Linked DNA regions of Mus musculus: all the other regions are linked to region 2. The links are chromatin contacts, called in public HiCAR-type and promoter capture Hi-C maps. All regions are on one chromosome and are shown on one strand. The core of a region is the stretch at or near the end of the contact, and the rest is flanking DNA. Distances in the headings are between cores, read along the strand shown.

Region 1 (3,306 bases), core at 412-2,911, 970 kb before region 2:
TTCCTGTAAAAGACCTATTATTTGTGTGTATGTGTGCTTGGCTGAGATTATATGCACCACATGTATGCAAGTTCCCACAGTGGTCAGAAGGTGGCAGCAGCTCCCTGGAACTGGAGCAACGTGTTATGGTTGCAGCTCTCTCCAAGAACAATCAGTGCTATAAAACGTCAGCAGTCTCTATACCCCACTTTTTTATAAAAAAGAAAAAACCACATTTACATGTAAGGGTGCTTGCCTGCATGTGGTATGTTTATACCACATGCATCCAGTATCCATGGAGGCCAGAAGAGGGATTCCCGAGAACTGTAGATACGCATAGCTGGCTCTGAACCATCATGTAGGTCCTGGGGCTTGAGATCCTCTGGGAGAGCAGCCAGCCAGAGCTGTTACCACACAGCCACCTCTCCAGTACCCACCCCCAAATGTGGTTACTATAAAACTTAAATACACTCATGGCTTGGGCTCTGTTTATACTAGACAGTAAATACCATTCTCATCTCAAGAAACAGAATAAAAAGATACATTGTTATAAACATGCAAATGGTTTAAATGGTGATAAATGGCTGTGGGAGGTATAGGGCAGGGGAACTATACCTCCTGCTGGGGCTGGGACTGTGTTCACATTTTTAACTGGACTGACTGGAGAACCCTTCCCTAAAGACTCAGGTCTTTAAAGACCTGAGTGACTCTAACCAGCAGGCTACTGGGGTGCAGGGACAAAGCAAAGGCCCTGGGACAGGAATGTGCCTTGTGTCTGCAGCTGAAATGAGAAGAGGGCAGGAGGTGAGGTGGCAAGGACAGTAAAGGTTGCCACCACGGTTGACACTCTAAGATGGGGCCCAGGTGGGGCACGGCTGACGTTTTGTGCACCGCTCGGTCGTGCCTGCCCCATAATTACAGGTTGATTGCCCAGTCCCTGAAGTCTCTCTGGCTTCATGCATTCACTCGTTCTCACGTTCAGTCAACATTCTCAGAGGCCTTTCAGAGCCCAGGCTCTGGAAACCTGTCACGAGTTGCTGGGGCCCTGCCTTTCAGCAGGTCTTGGGGTATGGACCCAGCTAAGTCTCAAGACTCTTTAAGAAAGCTTGCAAGAGGCAGTCAGGGTGTCTGGGCCTTTCCCCCTACTTCCAGGGATGCTGACTAGGAAACACAGCCAATTCAGGGTTGTCCAATATCCTGCAGAAAATGGCCCACAGCAAGCAGCCCCTACTGACCCACCGCCTCATCCCCACTCAGACAACACCTGAAGACACCTGCATCTCTGCTTTCCATTTTCACTTCTGTGTACCAGGCTAATGGCACCTCCAACACACACCTTAGGGGCATCCATCCAAGCGCTCAGCTTGTTCAAGAGGTGTCCTCCCAGATCTTGTTCTCTCAAGCTTGCCCCAGGAGCCTCTCCCACATGCAAACCTCCTCTGCCTCGGGACCCTCTTGGCCCTCCTCACACACACCAACCTCAGTAGCCTGGTTCCCACTCACTTTGGCCCCCTGTGCTCCACAAATGGTCAGCCCAAAGAGCCGAGGATCGCCCCAGGCTCCAGTGTGGTAGATACACCCAGAGCCAAGCCCCATCCCAGGGACTTTAACCCACCCCACCCACTTGCTTCCTCTCCAGCCCTGTAGCCTTTGACCAGGAAGAGTTTGGTGGCTTTGTACCTCACAGCCCTGCTGTTCCCAACAGCTTAAGAGCAGCCGCAAGCCTCCTCAGACCAAGAGTCCAGGCCCAGAACCCCGGAGTGGGATCTCCAGCCCTGTCTCCATTGGACACGGGTGATGTCGAGAGGTTTGCTGCAGCCGTGGGTCGGAAGTGGGGATGTGGGGATTCAGGGAAGTTAACCAAGCCAAGAGGGTGGGCCCAGGGCCTGGCCCCAAATGGCTGAGCCCCAGCCACACACCCCTCCCTCAGGCAGCAGGAATGCGGTGCCAGGACTCATTAGTGTCACTTAGGCAGGTGAGAGCACCTGGGAGGAGCAGACAGAGCTGTGTGGAAAAGGAAAGCAGCCAGGGCCCCGCCCGCCTGGGCAGAGGCTGGGGCAGCACCAAGCTTATGACCTCAGCTAATGGGTGACATAGATCCCGTCCTGCCCCAGCCTCCTCCCTCAGACTCAAGGGGCCAGGACCCACCTTCTTCCCTCAGACACAGGGGTCCTGACCCCAGCTCTCCTCCCTCAGGCCCAGACGTCCAGACCCCAGTTTCTCTCTCAGATTCAGGGGTCCAGAACCCAACCTCTTCCTACAAACCCAGGGGTACTGACCCCAGCCCAGCCTCCTCCCTCAGTCCTAGATTGGTCAGGACCCGGTCCTTTTTCCTCAGACCCTGGGATCCTGGCCCCAGCCCTTCTCCCTCAGGTACAGAAGTCCAGACCTCAGCTTTCCTCCCTCAGGCACACGAGTCCAGACCTCAGCCCTCCTCCTTCAGACACATGAGTCCAGACCTCAGCCCTCCTCCTTCAGACACATGAGTCCAGACCTCAGCCCTCCTCCTTTAGACACTAGGGTCCAGACCTCTGCTCTCCTCGCTCAGACACTGGGTTCCACGCTCAGCTTCTTCCCTCTGACTTGGGGTACCTGGCTCATTATCGCTCTGGGAGCATGGATCCTAACTCCCTCTCGTCCCGACCCAGCGCCCTATGGCATAGCTCCTTTATCCCGCGGATCCCGAGGCTACCTGGGCGCCTGGCGGTAGAGATGGGGAGGCCTCCGAGTCCAGATCCTCTCCAGCACCCAGGTGAGGCCGGCTCTGCGGTCCAGCAAGAGGTGGGGCCTCTCCCGTCAGGAAGGCAGGACCGGGTTCTGACGTCTCCTGACACCTGCCGGGCTGGGCGGGGGGCGGGGCCTGGCACAGCAGCCAGCAAAGATAGAACCTGTTGCCAAGTGGGCGGCTGTGGGCAAAGGTGAAGGGCTGGCACAGAGCCGGACTAAGTATGCTAGGGTTCGAATCTCCCTCCAGCCTTCTGAACCTTCACTTTCTTCGCTAGGAATTGAGGCTCATGAGATCAACAAAAATTATTTGAGGAAAAGGACCCAGGTCTCTGTTCTGTTTTATCGTGGTTTTTTTTTTTTTTTTCTTTCTTTCTTTCTTTCTTAGAATCTCAGTTTCCTGAACCCTGGAAGTGGGATGCCCCAATCCTCAGATATGATGTCAAAATGCTATGCCAGCCTCAGGCTTGGGTCTTCTCCTCAATCGAGAAGGTGATCGAGGAGGAGACATCGGGTGATCATGCCTACGATAAACTTGTGGCTTAAGAGGTGTTAAGAGGTATGGCTTACAGAACAATTTATTTTTGTTTTTTGTTTTTCAGA
Region 2 (2,991 bases), core at 46-2,545:
CAGGGGATATCTTTGAAAGTTTTTCCTCGCACCCTCCGCTCATCCTGCCCCTGGGCAGCTCACGCCTGCGCCTCACCGGCCCTGTGACAGATGACGCATTGCATAGAGAACTGCGCAGGCTCCGTCGCCTCCTCTGGGATCTTGAACAGCAGGAGCTGCCAGCCAATCATCGCCATGGACCCCCGGTGGCTTCGACACCTTGAAAACCAATGAGAAAGGAACGCGCGCAGCTTGAAACTGCATCGCTTCTTAAAAGGGAGCCCGCCTGGGCGTAGAGCATTTTGGGAGTTGTAGTTTTCCCTGCGTAGACGGCTGAGAGTTTGAGTTGTTGGGTTGGTAGACGATGGGACAGTGGGAAGATGGGCTTGGGATGTGAATGCCAAGAAGTAATAAAAATATCTGTGGTATTGACCTCACTTGTCAAGATTTGGGGGCCTTAGCAAAGATTTTTTTTTAAGGTGCCAGGGACTGTGCTTGGAACGTTGGGCGTCTGCCGAGTTTGGGGAGATATTTCTAGCCATGGCCTCAGCTTGCCCTCTAGCACGAAATGTGACCCTGTAGTACTGAGCACTGTCACACAACTCGGAACACAGCCTGGACCATGTTCTTCTGAATATCAGACCCCATGTACTACCAGTGAGAACAGGTCATCACCATCTCCCTCTTACCTACAAAGTCCAAACTTTAGCTTTCTCCCCCCAGTCCTTCCGATGCTGTCTGCCTACTGTGCACACCGCTGACTTCCAACACCCAGCACCTCTCGGGTACTAGTCCTATTCCATCAGATCCAAGAATGCAAACCTCAGCTCTCCTCTCCCATACCAGAGGCCTAAGACTCCGTCCACCACCCTCAGACCCAGAGTCCTGACTTCTGCCCCCTTCCTTTTTAGAACTAGGAGTCTGGGCCTCATGTTTGAACTTTCCCCTCCTCTGAACTTGACTCCTACTGCTGTGTCAGGAAAAAAAGAACCAACAGGTGGCACCTGCCGGCAGGGTCTGAACACGACCACCTGCCGCTGTTGCTCACCCGGGTCCCTCTCTCTGCACCTGCTCCTGTCTGTCGCCAGTGACCGCTCCACCCAACCCACAGCTCGGGACTCGGGGGAGGAGATAGTAAGGGAACCCTCGAAGTGAGCCAGGCCGGTCCTCACGGCGTGTGTGTCCCGCCCCTTTTCTGGGTCCTTGCAGGGCTTCTGATCCAAGGCTCGCTCTCTTGACTCCCACTCGCCCTAGAAAGGGGAGTCGAGGGCGGCCCAAGGCTTGTGGGGTGGAGCCTAAGGTCTCCAGCCTAATCCGGGAGACTCCACCCGCTTCAAGGCACAGCTGAGTAGCTGAGAGGAGCCTACCTGGTGAGAAGCCCCTGGGGTAGATATGGGGATTTTTTTTTTTCATTTTACCCTTCATTCTCCGTTCTGGTTCCCCCTTCTGGTCCCAATATCTTTCCCACAGAGCCCCGTGCATGACACTCAACCCATTCTGTTTCAGGGACCCCTATGTTTCCCAGACACTTGTCATATTCTTTGATTCCCGTCTGTCCTAGAATCTTCGATTCTAGTCCCTAACAGCATGCAGTTCTCGTCCTTAATCTCCTCCTCCTTCAGGGTTCAGACTCCAGACGACTGCTTCCTGCACTTTCAAAGGCCCAGAACTCCAGATTCCAATGCTCTCCCTCTTAGATGCAGGAGCCCATGACGCAGGTCCTTCCTGTACCGCCAAGATCCAGGGATTTAGACCCAGCCCTTTTGCTTCCGACTCAGAACTCCAGGCCCAAAGCCTTCTACAGACACAGCAGTCCATGCCCAAGTACTTCTCCCTCCAGCCAGAACTCCAGGCCGCAACCTTTCTTCAGTCCTAGGGCTCCAGGCCCCAGCCCGTGTCTCTCACACCCGGAGGTTCAGGACCAGCCCTCCTTTCTCAGACCCAAGGGCCCAGAGACCAGTCATCCCCCAAAAGAGCTGATCTGGCCCAGTACTTTTGTCTCTAACCTTTCACACTGTCTCCAAAATTCCCCCAATGGCAGCCTCCCGTCATCCACTTTGACCCTGCCGCGCTCTGGTGGCTCTGGCTTCCTCTGTCCAGGTCTCCACCTCAGCCTTGGCAATGACCCTGGCAGCCTCCTCCCAGCGCTCCCAAATCATCCGTTCCAAGTTCCGCTCTGGTGAGAGGTTGCTTGTCTCTATGCATGTGGGGAGGGGTCCCGGAGCCAGGGCCCAGGGTCCCAGTAACATGATTCTCTGGCATGCGTGAATCGACCAGTGGTGTTCACATACAATGTCACTTGTGCTATGGAGTGGAGTAGTAGATGAATGTGCACATGGCTTGCTAAGCCATAGGTGGTGACACCCAAGAGTGCATATGTTGCAAAGGACTTAAACTGACCTGTAGGCAAAGCAGAGGAGCAAACTGAGACCTGAAGTGCATGTGTGTGTGGCAGGGGGACCAAGAGCTATCAAGCCTTGAAAATGTCATTAGCCAGGATTTGTTGCCAATGCAAAGAGTTCTGAACACTCAGAGAGGAGCAGAAATGTGCACTGGAAACTCTTTGCCCCCAAACTGAGGGTCAAGTCTTGAACATGTGAGTGACATTCCTGTGGGTGCATGCCAGCAAGAGTAAGTTGGGGTGGGAAGTCATGTAAAGTTGTAGTGCAAACTAGAGTCCAGAGAGATTTGAGCTCCAGGGTTTAGTTTGCAGGGTGCTGGCTGTGGGGAATTCGAGGGGCAAAGGGGTGCGTGGATAAAAGGAAGTGAGAGGTTGATGAGTCAGGTTGGCAAGATGGCGACTGTGCCAGGGTGGTCACAGACTCCTGAAGTGGCAGGTGGAGCCAGGAGCATGGTTGCCTCTCGGCTGAGGCTGGCTAGCTTACAGTCTCAGGAGTGGCTCTGGCCCAAGATGCTTAGCTGGCAGGAGCAGGCAAGAGGCCCTGGGAAGGGAGAGGGAGCAGGCTGCCTGCCCACCCGCCCGGCCCGGGGAACGTAAAGGGGCTGGGCTGG
Region 3 (2,933 bases), core at 182-2,681, 550 kb before region 2:
CCCTCTTTCAAGTGCAGTCTGCCCACTTCCCTAGATGGGCTGATCAATTTGGGGCTCCTCTCTCTCCAGCTCTGCCCTGCTACTATTTGCCCAGTTTAAAATTAGAAATTGCCATCACATTAAAGACGCAGATCTTTAATCTCAGCACTCGGGAGGCAGAGGCAGACGGATTTCTGAATTCAGGACCAGTCTCGTCTACAGAGTGAATTTCAGACTAGCTAGTTCCACAAATGAAATTCGATCTCAAAGTACTAATAACAATGAAAATAATCAAGCATATTTGCACGAGTGGCCTTCTTGTCCCGGGCCCATGCTGACTGTATCTGTCACCTAGAAACGGGGCAAGCCCGTCCAGTCCAGTTGGCATCACTCATCCCAGGTCAACCTGATCTCTGACCTTGGCATCTTCCTCAAATCCCTTGTCTTCAGTCTCTACCGAGAGTCGGCGTCCCGTTTAGAAGAGAGAAGAGGGAAGTCCAGACAGAGGCATAGGGGGGACTGAGGTAGAGGGGAACCCAGGGGTTGGTGACGCAGGTCCCCCACAGCCTCAGGTTTAGCTCCGCCTTCTCCCAGGAGGTGAGTGCCACAGTTTTGTCTTTTCAGTTAACTTCTCTCTCCCCACCTCCCACTTCTGCCCCGCTCCCCCGCCATCCTCCTACCCAAGTCGGGCCTGGCTTTCCTCTGGGCTGAGTTTGTCAAATTCCTTGGCCACGTCTCGTCCCAGGAACGCCTCATGGTCGTACTGGAAATTCCCGTGGGCGTCATCGTGGGGGGCCTCGCTCAGGGGGGTTCCATGATGGACCCTATCCTGGCCATGAGGTCCTGCATCAGGGGATGGCTTCCCGAGGGCCCAGTGCCTCAGCAGTAAGAGAAGCAACAGAAACGACCATCGCCACATCATCGGTTCCTGAGGAGAGGTGAGGACCAGCGGTCAGGGATAAGACTGGGGGCGGGGGGTGTCTGAACCAGAGATAATGTGGGAGAACTTTGAAGGGGGCGGAGTAGAGGAGGCTGCCTAAGGCAGGGCCGATAAAAGCGCAGGCTGCAAAAAGTTTTGGGCTCAAGAAAAGTCGGCAAAAAGAATAGAGAATTTAAAGGCAAAACAACCTCTGGGGGTGGAATCCGAGCCTCAGAGGAGTCTCAGAGCAGAAAGGGGGTATTTCAGTTAGAGACGTGGCGCATGTCCCACCCAAAGTTCAGGGCATGGTGGTGGCCGAAAGCATCATGCAGGCTCCTCTGTGCTGCCCCCAGGCTGGACCGCGACCCCCACCCTTCCACCCACCCCACCTTCACCCCACCATCACCCCACCACACCTCTGTTACCCGGCCTGAGTTAGCTCCCTACGCTGAGCTCTGCTTTCGCACAAAGATGCCCAACCTGGCCAGGTTCCAGTTAAGCTCCTCCACCAGCCGTCCAGAGGCTGCCGCCCTCTGACCAATGACTGCGCAGGAAAGCCTCAGGGGCGGAGCCAATGACGACCCCCTTGCCACGTCCACAAGGCCGAGCTCCAGACCCGAAGGCGTGGTGGGCGATAAGGCTGATATTGAACTACAACTCCCAGCAAACATATGGGCCGACTTGCACGACCACCTCCAGAGTCTCTGGCCCCAGGGGATTAAGGGGAATGTATTTTTTAAAAACTCTTTCCATTTCTTAGATCCGTTTCAGAAAAGAGGAGGTCGGGTTTGGTTGGCTCACTTGGGAGACAGAAGCAGTCTGTCTCTATGAGTTTGCCGCCAGCCAGGACGACGTAGAGAGACCCTTGTCTTTAAAAAAAAAAGGGGGGGGTGGGGGGGGAGCGCGGCTGGAGAGATGGCTCTGCAATTAAGAGCACTGACTGTTCTTCCAGAGGACCAGAGTTCAAGTCCCAGCAACCACATGGTGGCTAACCATCTGTAATGGAATCCAATGCCCTCTTCTGGTGTGTCTGAAGACAGCTGCAGTGTACTCAGATACATAAAATAAATAAATGTTAAAAAAAAAAAAAAAGAAAGAAGGAAGGAAAGAAAGAAAGAAAGAAAGAAAGAAAGAAAGAAAGAAAAGAAGGAAAAGAAAGAAAGGAAGGAAGGAAGGAAGGAAGGAAGGAAGGAAGGAAGGAAGGAAGGAAGAAAAAGAAGAGAAGCAATGCCTGGTACAGTGTAGGTATCACATACACAACTCGGTCTATAAAATGGCCAGGCTGCACGATAGCAATCAAGAGGTGTCTATATGATCTTTCCCAGACGCGTTCAATTTATTCCAGCTGCTTGAAACTTGAGAATAACGATGCACACACAGATTTGGGGCCAAATTTATGTGGAGATGGAAAACAACCATGTACATTAAGAAGGGAAACTGAAGCAGGCCACAAAAGCAGGGATCCATGGGAGGACATCGGGCCCAGGCTCCCTCAGGAGGCTCGGAGACAGTTCAGGAGGTCACACAGCCCGAAAGGCTGCAGTGGGCAGGGGGCCCGAGTCTGCATCAGGAAGTGGCTGGAAAGGCATTTGCACCTTGAGGTTCAGCTTCTGGGGGCAAGTTCCCACCAGGCAACAGGTCACCAGAGTCATCGCCGCTGAGAGAAAGCCATGGGGCTGAGAGAGAGGAACAGAGGTCAGCACAAGTATCTAAGGTCTCACCCACCCAACACACCTGACAGGGTCACGCTATGGTCTCTGTTCCCATCTCTTTTCCCAGGGTGGTCAGGGACTCTTTTGTCTCTATTATCTCTCTGCCTCCCCTCTTTCTTTCTGAGTCGCTACTTCCTGCCACGACCCCCAATCCTGCACACGGCCCCTCCCTTCCCCAATCCTGCACACAGCTACGCCCCTCCCCAATCCTGCACACGGCCCCTTCCCTCCCCTCCCCAATCCTGCACACGGCCACGCCCCTCCCTCATTCTGCACACGGCCACGCCCCACCCCAATCCTGCACACGGCCCCGCCCCTCCCTC
Region 4 (3,186 bases), core at 67-2,566, 770 kb before region 2:
AAGAGGCTTGTGTGTTTGCCTGCACCCAAAAACACCTGTATGCCCACAACAGCAGGGAAACAAACTAGGAACATGAAGCCCACTAAGCGCCAAGTTCGTGTTTACGCATGCCTGATTTGCTGTTTGCGCACTGCATGGCCAGAGCCAAGTCACATTTGTAGAAAAGGGACACATATGAGGACCCCAGGAAGGGCTCCCAACACCAAGAGAAAACTTCAAGCCTAGGCTGTACTACAGCGAGGGGTGTGTCTGCGTTCCTCAGGTGATCCAGGCGACAGACCCGCCTCAGCTCCTCGGAGAACAACGTCGTCAGAAGTCTGAAGTGGTCAGTACCACGCCAGGGAATAGCTTACCGCTGGCCAAGCATGCGCAGGTGTGGCCACGAGTCCACCATCACAATGGGGGCAATTTTGTTGCCCCAAGAAAATCTCAATGTTTCTAGAAAGTGCGCGCACGTTTACTGAGTGGACAAAAAGGTGACAACCCCACGAACTTACAGAGCTGAATATTTACCTTAAGCTTTATCTTAAGGCTTAAGGTCTGGGCTAGCTGCGGGGCGGGCGGGTATGCAAATAGAGGGACTGTCCACAATCGCCATCTGGCCCCGGGGGACAACGCCCCCGCGAGCAACAGCTGGGCGCGCGTGTAAGCGCCGGGCTCCTCCACCGGCCGCTTCGCGCATTTCCAGACCCGGAGGCCGAGGACCAACTTTGCAATTGGAAAAACAAGCGTGCACCCCAGGCGCCCCCCGCGCGCGTGTGCAGCCGGCCGCGCAGTCAGCAGTAATTCGAACCCGCCCCGCCTCCGTACCCCGCCCCCCGCCCAGCCCGCCGCGCAACAAAGGGGAGCGCCCAGAGCCGATCAAGGACTGATCCCGGACCCCTGGGTGCGCCCTCCCGCGGGAGGCCCGTGGGCGCTGCGGACAAAGGCGCCCGCCAGGGGAGGGGTGGCGGGGCGGGGCGTGCGTGGAAGGCTCTGGAAACAGGCCGTGGGACTCACCATGGGAGGGGCCGAACGAGCCCGGATCCGCGGTGGCTGCGGGCCTCGAGGACCGCCAGGCCAGGAACGTGAGCGCACGGCGCGGACGACCAGGGGCCGCGGTGGCCGGCCACGACCTCCGAGGGGGCCCCCGGCGCCGGAGCGGTGCGGGGCACGGCGCGGGCGGACCATGGCGGGTGGGAGGCCGTGGGCCTCACGGGGGGCTGCGGGTCCGCCGACCGACAGGCGCGGGCGCGCGGCTTCGGGGAGAAGCGGAGCGGGACCGCGGCGGGGGACGCGCCGCTGAGGGGTCGCCGCGGCCGAACCACTGCAGCGAACAGGGGAGCCCGGCGCCAACCAACGCGAAGCTGGGGGGAGATGCGGGGGGGGTGGGCTGGCGCCTACCAACGTGGAAGAAGAGGGAGAGCCGGGACCAACGCCGGGGAGAGGAGGAGCCGGCGCTAACCAACAGACTATGGAGCTGGGGAGCCAGCGCTGACAAACAGGGATGGAGGACTGTAAGGGGGTGTGGCTGGAGCAAACCAAGAAGGTCAGGGAGGGAGGGTTTCAGACTTGGAAATGACAAGAGAGAAACTGTGCTACAAGAGTTCGAGCTGGTGAGACAATACCAAGTCCTCACTGCTGGAGGGACAGAAGGCGGTAGACAGGATAATGGGTGGCGCGACGGAACCTACCACCAGACTGAGGGGTAGATGTAGGAACCAGGCGTTCTTGCCTCTTGGAGGCGGTGACGTGGCAAGGTGGCTAAAAGACTACAACTTCCAGCGGGTCTCTCGCAGCCTGGGCGTGACCAGCATAGCTGCTGGCCCATTTGTCCAGGGTCTGCCCACTGTTGCTTGGGCCTTCTAGCAGTTGCCTTACCCAGATCACGTTCTTGATCTGAAAGGACTGTGCAGTGGCATTTCTTGCTTCCGTTTGTTTTTAACCTGTGATACTATCCAGCCTTAGATTATCTGCGCTCGATGTAAGTGGCGTTGTGTTTACGCAGTGTTAGCTTATGCACCCAGGCTGACCTCGAACTCCTAAGCCTTCTGTCTTCACCTTTAATTGGGTGTGCACTACTACACGTGGCTGTTAAACTATATATAGGGTGCTGAGGTTTGAATTTATAGCCTCTTGCATGCGAGAAGTTCCCTCCTGCCTTCTTTTAAACTAGAAAACCTATTTGGACTATACTTTGTTCTTCCTTGCTGATTCATACACTACTTTAACCAAATTATATCAGGCCCCTGACAGCACACCCAAGCTATGATGCCTGTCACCTGGAGCAAATGTCCTGGCAGTAGGCTGGCTTTTTAAAAATCTCGTGTTTTATAATTGATTTAAAAAGCTAAACTGGAAGGTGAGCAGCAAGAGAGGTCACCTGGTCCTTGTCTGCCACCAAGCCTGACAACCTGGGTTCAATTTCCCTAAACCCTATGGTGGGAGGAGCAAAGAGACCCTTACAAAGTGCTCCCTGAGCCCCACACAAGTCCTGTGTCACATGTGCACATAATTCAGAGTCTGCTTGCACTTCAAAGTGAGCTCAAAACCTGATTGGGCAACTGACTTAATACGACAGCCTTGTCTCATAATTAATAAACAATAATAATAGAGATTGAGTAGTGACACTAGGCATTAATTAAAAGGTACGGGAAGCCGGGCGTGATGGCACACGCCTTTAATCCCAGCACTCGGGAGGCAGAGACAGGCGGATTTCTGAGTTTGAAGCCAGCCTGGTCTACAGAGTGAGTTCCAGGACAGCCAGGGCTACACAGAGAAACCCTGTCTCGAAAAACCAACCAACCAAAAAAAAAAAAAAAAAAAAAGGTAAGGGAAAAGGGTCACACCAACTTCATGAGATTGAAGCCAGCCTGGTCTACATAAAAGTCTCCATAGCAACAACAGTAAGGAATCCAGGCAGAGCCCAAAGCCCACTAGTGGAGCAGGTTGGCTGCAAATGAAGTTGATGGCAGCAGTGGCAACAACTGATTTTGAAGCTGAGCCCAAAGGGTTTTGCAGGGCGACAGAGATAAAGGGTGAAGAACAAAGCCAGGACTTCACAACTGTCAAGGGCAAGCAGTTTCTTTTGTTTTTCATGACAGAGTTTGTCTGTGTAGTTCTGGCTAGAACTTGCTCTGTAGACCAGGCTGGCCTTGAACTCACAGCCACCTGCCCCTGCCCAAGTGCTAGAATTAAAAGCATGTA
Region 5 (2,888 bases), core at 118-2,617, 640 kb before region 2:
CCCCCATGTCTCAGGATACCCCTCCATCGGGACACGTCCCACCTCAGCGCTGTGTGGCTCTTGGGCCCCCAGTCTCAGGCATCCCTTGCACTGGGACCCCTTCTCCCTTCAGAGCTGCATGCTTCCCGGGCTTTGGAGCCCCAGGGTACCTCCTATCCAAGCACAAACACTTACACTTACCCGCTAGAAAGAGGTGTGACAAAGACTTGAAATGGTTATGGCTTGTGCTGAAGCTGAACCGTGTTGACTTTATAATGGGTCCTGTCTGGATTTTTTGGAACCAAAACTCCTAGCCCTGAAAGTTTCACAAGTGACCTGAATAAATCTCTTACCAGGCTCGGAACCATAGCAGGGGCGGAGGGGAAGGAAGTGGGGCCTAGAGGACTCCGTGGGGGGAGCTCCTCTCCCCAGGGGACAAGGGAGGCATCTTCGGAGGCGGCTCAGGAAATCTGTTGTCTCCTCTTGGGCAGGACTCCTAGGGACAAGAACCTCGGAGTTATCCCGAAGGGGTCTGGGCAAGTGATCCCTTCATCCTTTCATGGAAGATCACTCTTGAAACTCAGCCCAGGCACATGGAGTTAGGTCTGATGGGAGTAGATAGGTTTGGACCACAAGACTCAGGAAGATCTTCCCATCAAAGGCTGACGCTGGGGGAGTGGAACTCACCTGGGTGGAGTTGGGACAGGGGACCCAGCGACTTCACCGCGCTTAAGGAAGGCCGTCAGAACCTTCAGTGTGTCCTCTCGGAGACCCAACTCTTCAGAGCCGGCCATGGGGGTACCTGAGGCAGAAGACAGAGGATGCACCCAAGTGCAGGGATAACTCAAACTTCTGAATCACTGAATGAAGAGGGCGCCTAACTCCAAGGAAAAGGTGGTTTTTAAGGGCCAGTGGGGCAGTTGATTCAGTTGAGGAGAAACGGTCTGAATTACTGAGTCTAAGAAAGGAGGTAAATGAGTGCTTGAACTCTTGCAGGAAGGAGCGGGAAGGGGGTTTGGAGTTCCCTCTCAGCTAGCAGCGCCAAAGAAGGCTCGAAGACCGTAGAGAATAGGGAACTACTAATCCTAGTATGCTTTGCGGCAAACGCTGGTCCGATTTCCCCACTTTTCACCGAGCAGTCTGCTGGGAGATGTAGTTCCAATTTTACCTCTGGCGTGCACCGGGAGACCCCGGGTGCTTGGAAGTCACAGCTTGGCAGGACTGGCTGTGGCCTTTCCTGCAACCCTGTCCCCTCCCTGGCACCCAGCTCACCTGGCTCGCGGTTGTGTCCCCGTCGCACTGGCGTACACGCTTTCTCACAATTTCTACAAACTTTTACTTCGGAAGTTCAACTTTCCCACGCCTGCGCACTGGGCCGACACGGCAACCGCCCCAACGTCGAAGGGGTGGAGCCTTCTTTTGCGGTCATTTGCATATGGCGTTCCCAGCATGCCTGTAGGCGGAAGGCCAAAAAAGGGCATTTGAGGGAGTTAGGCCTGCTAAGCCGAAGTGCGCTCCGGGATTTCTTGACTTTATTTCGTCAATGTTGAGAAAAACTTTTTATATCTCAAAATATCGTTAGAAAAGGAAGTCCCAGCGCTCGGAGGCTTAGCTGACAAAGAAGGGGGTTGCGTGGCTGCGAGTCTCAGAACTACTGTTTGGGAGCCCCAAAACCACTGCTGGCACCCGCGCCGCACGGGCGCCCAATTCCTCCCCTGGTAGGTAACGCGGAAGAGCCGGGAGGGTGGCGGCCTCAGGGCGCAGGATCGGGCAAACCTGTCGCTCAGAAGCTCGGCTACCGAAAAGCAGAATGGCCACGCGTTGTAGACGGAAGCCTGCAGTCTCAGCATCCAGGCTGGAGGCAGTAAAGATTGCTGTAAGTTCAAGGCCAGTGAGCTCCAGGCCAGGCTGGACGACAGAATGAGCGCCAGACCAACATGGGTTAAGCGATTTGAAGACCAGCCTGAGCTACTGAATAAGTTTGAGGGTAGCCTGGGTTACAGAGTGCATTCGAGGCCAGCCAGGGCCACAGAGTGAGTTGAAGACCAGCCTTGGCTACATAGCAAGTTCAAGGACAGCCTATGCTACATACTAAGACCCTGTCTCAAACATCCGTAAAAACAATATAGGAACAAAAAACAAAAAAACAGAAGAAGCGACAGCACCTGGGAAAAGACTCTGGAAATGAGTAAGGGTTTTCTGCAAGGGTGAGGCGGTTGTGAGAGCAGTTAGGATCCTTTAAAGACGAGGGAAAGAGGACTCCACTCTTGAAATAGGGTGCCAGCTTTGGATAATAGGAGTTTACATTTAGAAAAGGGAAGGAACCTATGGGTAGAGTTCATATAGAAGACTCTGGGGGGTAGGAGAGGCGGTCCCGTTGGATTTGGAAAGGTGGGAAGGAGTTTCCCGTTTGTACACAATGGTGAAGGAAGACCTGTGTTGTGGCGGGTCGGAGAGGTTTGAGTGCATTTGCCCCGTGACAGACAGGCTCAGGAACTGTCCTGTGGTGCGCAGGCTAGAGCATGGAAACCCCGAAACCGCGGATTTTGCCCTGGCTGGTGTCACAGCTGGACCTGGGGCAGCTGGAAGGCGTGGCCTGGCTGGACGAGAGCCGAACGAGGTTCAGGATCCCGTGGAAGCATGGCCTACGGCAGGACGCACAGATGGCTGACTTTGGCATCTTCCAGGTGCTGGGGGAAAGATTTCAGACGCATTTCTGGGTGTGGCTGGACCAGGGCAGGGGGTGGGATAGGACTGGAGGGACAGACGGGAATTGATTGGCAGATTCTAGGAACAGAATCCTGAAAGCCAGGTTGCGTTTCTTTTTTTTTTTTTTTTTTTTTTTTTTTTTAAAGATTTATTTATTATTTTATGTAAGTACACTGTAGCTGTCTTCAGACACACCAGAA

What was found. Promoter capture Hi-C pulls out the DNA fragments that hold promoters and counts their contacts. HiCAR-type assays count read pairs that join an accessible place to other places. Capture Hi-C pulls out chosen DNA fragments and counts their contacts.
Region 1: a promoter capture Hi-C map of liver shows a contact between it and region 2, with 5 times the contacts expected there. The contact joins the promoter of 2310016G11Rik here to the promoter of Mamstr in region 2. A contact is called at or near these places in 3 of 39 promoter capture datasets (hematopoietic stem and progenitor cells, liver and pre-B cells).
Region 3: a HiCAR-type map of astrocytes shows a contact between it and region 2, with 2.3 times the contacts expected there. The contact joins the promoter of Rcn3 here to the promoter of Mamstr in region 2. A contact is called at or near these places in 7 of 39 promoter capture datasets (cranial neural crest, embryonic stem cells, hematopoietic stem and progenitor cells and 3 more), 1 of 115 datasets of contacts at active chromatin or transcription factors (astrocytes) and 1 of 9 other capture datasets (liver).
Region 4: a contact with region 2 is called in a promoter capture Hi-C map of adipose tissue, with 2.7 times the contacts expected there. The contact joins the promoter of Ptov1 here to the promoter of Mamstr in region 2. A contact is called at or near these places in 1 of 39 promoter capture datasets (liver), 1 of 115 datasets of contacts at active chromatin or transcription factors (astrocytes) and 1 of 9 other capture datasets (adipose tissue).
Region 5: a promoter capture Hi-C map of the HPC-7 cell line shows a contact between it and region 2. The contact joins the promoter of Bcl2l12 here to the promoter of Mamstr in region 2. A contact is called at or near these places in 7 of 39 promoter capture datasets (the HPC-7 cell line, cranial neural crest, frontonasal cranial neural crest and 4 more), 1 of 484 Hi-C or Micro-C datasets (muscle stem cells), 3 of 115 datasets of contacts at active chromatin or transcription factors (embryonic forebrain, microglia and thymic regulatory T cells) and 1 of 9 other capture datasets (liver).

What each region holds. Positions count from the first base shown.
Region 1 is chr7:44,666,572-44,669,877 of GRCm38.p6, forward strand. 2310016G11Rik (RIKEN cDNA 2310016G11 gene) reads left to right here and starts at 1,662. Exons shown (of 5, transcript NR_152106.1): 1 at 1,662-1,786; 2 at 2,628-2,731; 3 at 3,092-3,262. The region is part of intron 1 of Myh14 (myosin, heavy polypeptide 14); the gene reads right to left.
Region 2 is chr7:45,638,682-45,641,672 of GRCm38.p6, forward strand. It overlaps Mamstr (MEF2 activating motif and SAP domain containing transcriptional regulator), which reads left to right and starts at 1,296. Exons shown (of 10, transcript NM_172418.2): 1 at 1,296-1,349; 2 at 2,021-2,158. The coding sequence starts at 2,101. It overlaps Rasip1 (Ras interacting protein 1), which reads left to right. Exons shown (of 12, transcript NM_028544.1): 12 at 4-411. The coding sequence ends at 203. It overlaps A030001D20Rik (RIKEN cDNA A030001D20 gene), which reads right to left and starts at 77. Exons shown (of 2, transcript NR_152217.1): 1 at 2-77.
Region 3 is chr7:45,090,782-45,093,714 of GRCm38.p6, forward strand. It overlaps Rcn3 (reticulocalbin 3, EF-hand calcium binding domain), which reads right to left and starts at 1,432. Exons shown (of 7, transcript NM_026555.2): 1 at 1,315-1,432; 2 at 660-907. The coding sequence starts at 901. It overlaps Fcgrt (Fc receptor, IgG, alpha chain transporter), which reads right to left. Exons shown (of 7, transcript NM_010189.3): 7 at 2,212-2,574. The coding sequence ends at 2,465.
Region 4 is chr7:44,868,352-44,871,537 of GRCm38.p6, forward strand. Ptov1 (prostate tumor over expressed gene 1) reads right to left here and starts at 1,317. Exons shown (of 12, transcript NM_133949.2): 1 at 1,000-1,317. The coding sequence starts at 1,170.
Region 5 is chr7:44,996,212-44,999,099 of GRCm38.p6, forward strand. Bcl2l12 (BCL2-like 12 (proline rich)) reads right to left here and starts at 1,368. Exons shown (of 7, transcript NM_029410.3): 1 at 1,252-1,368; 2 at 667-781; 3 at 333-475. The coding sequence starts at 773. Irf3 (interferon regulatory factor 3) reads left to right here and starts at 1,437. Exons shown (of 8, transcript NM_016849.4): 1 at 1,437-1,697; 2 at 2,494-2,666. The coding sequence starts at 2,502.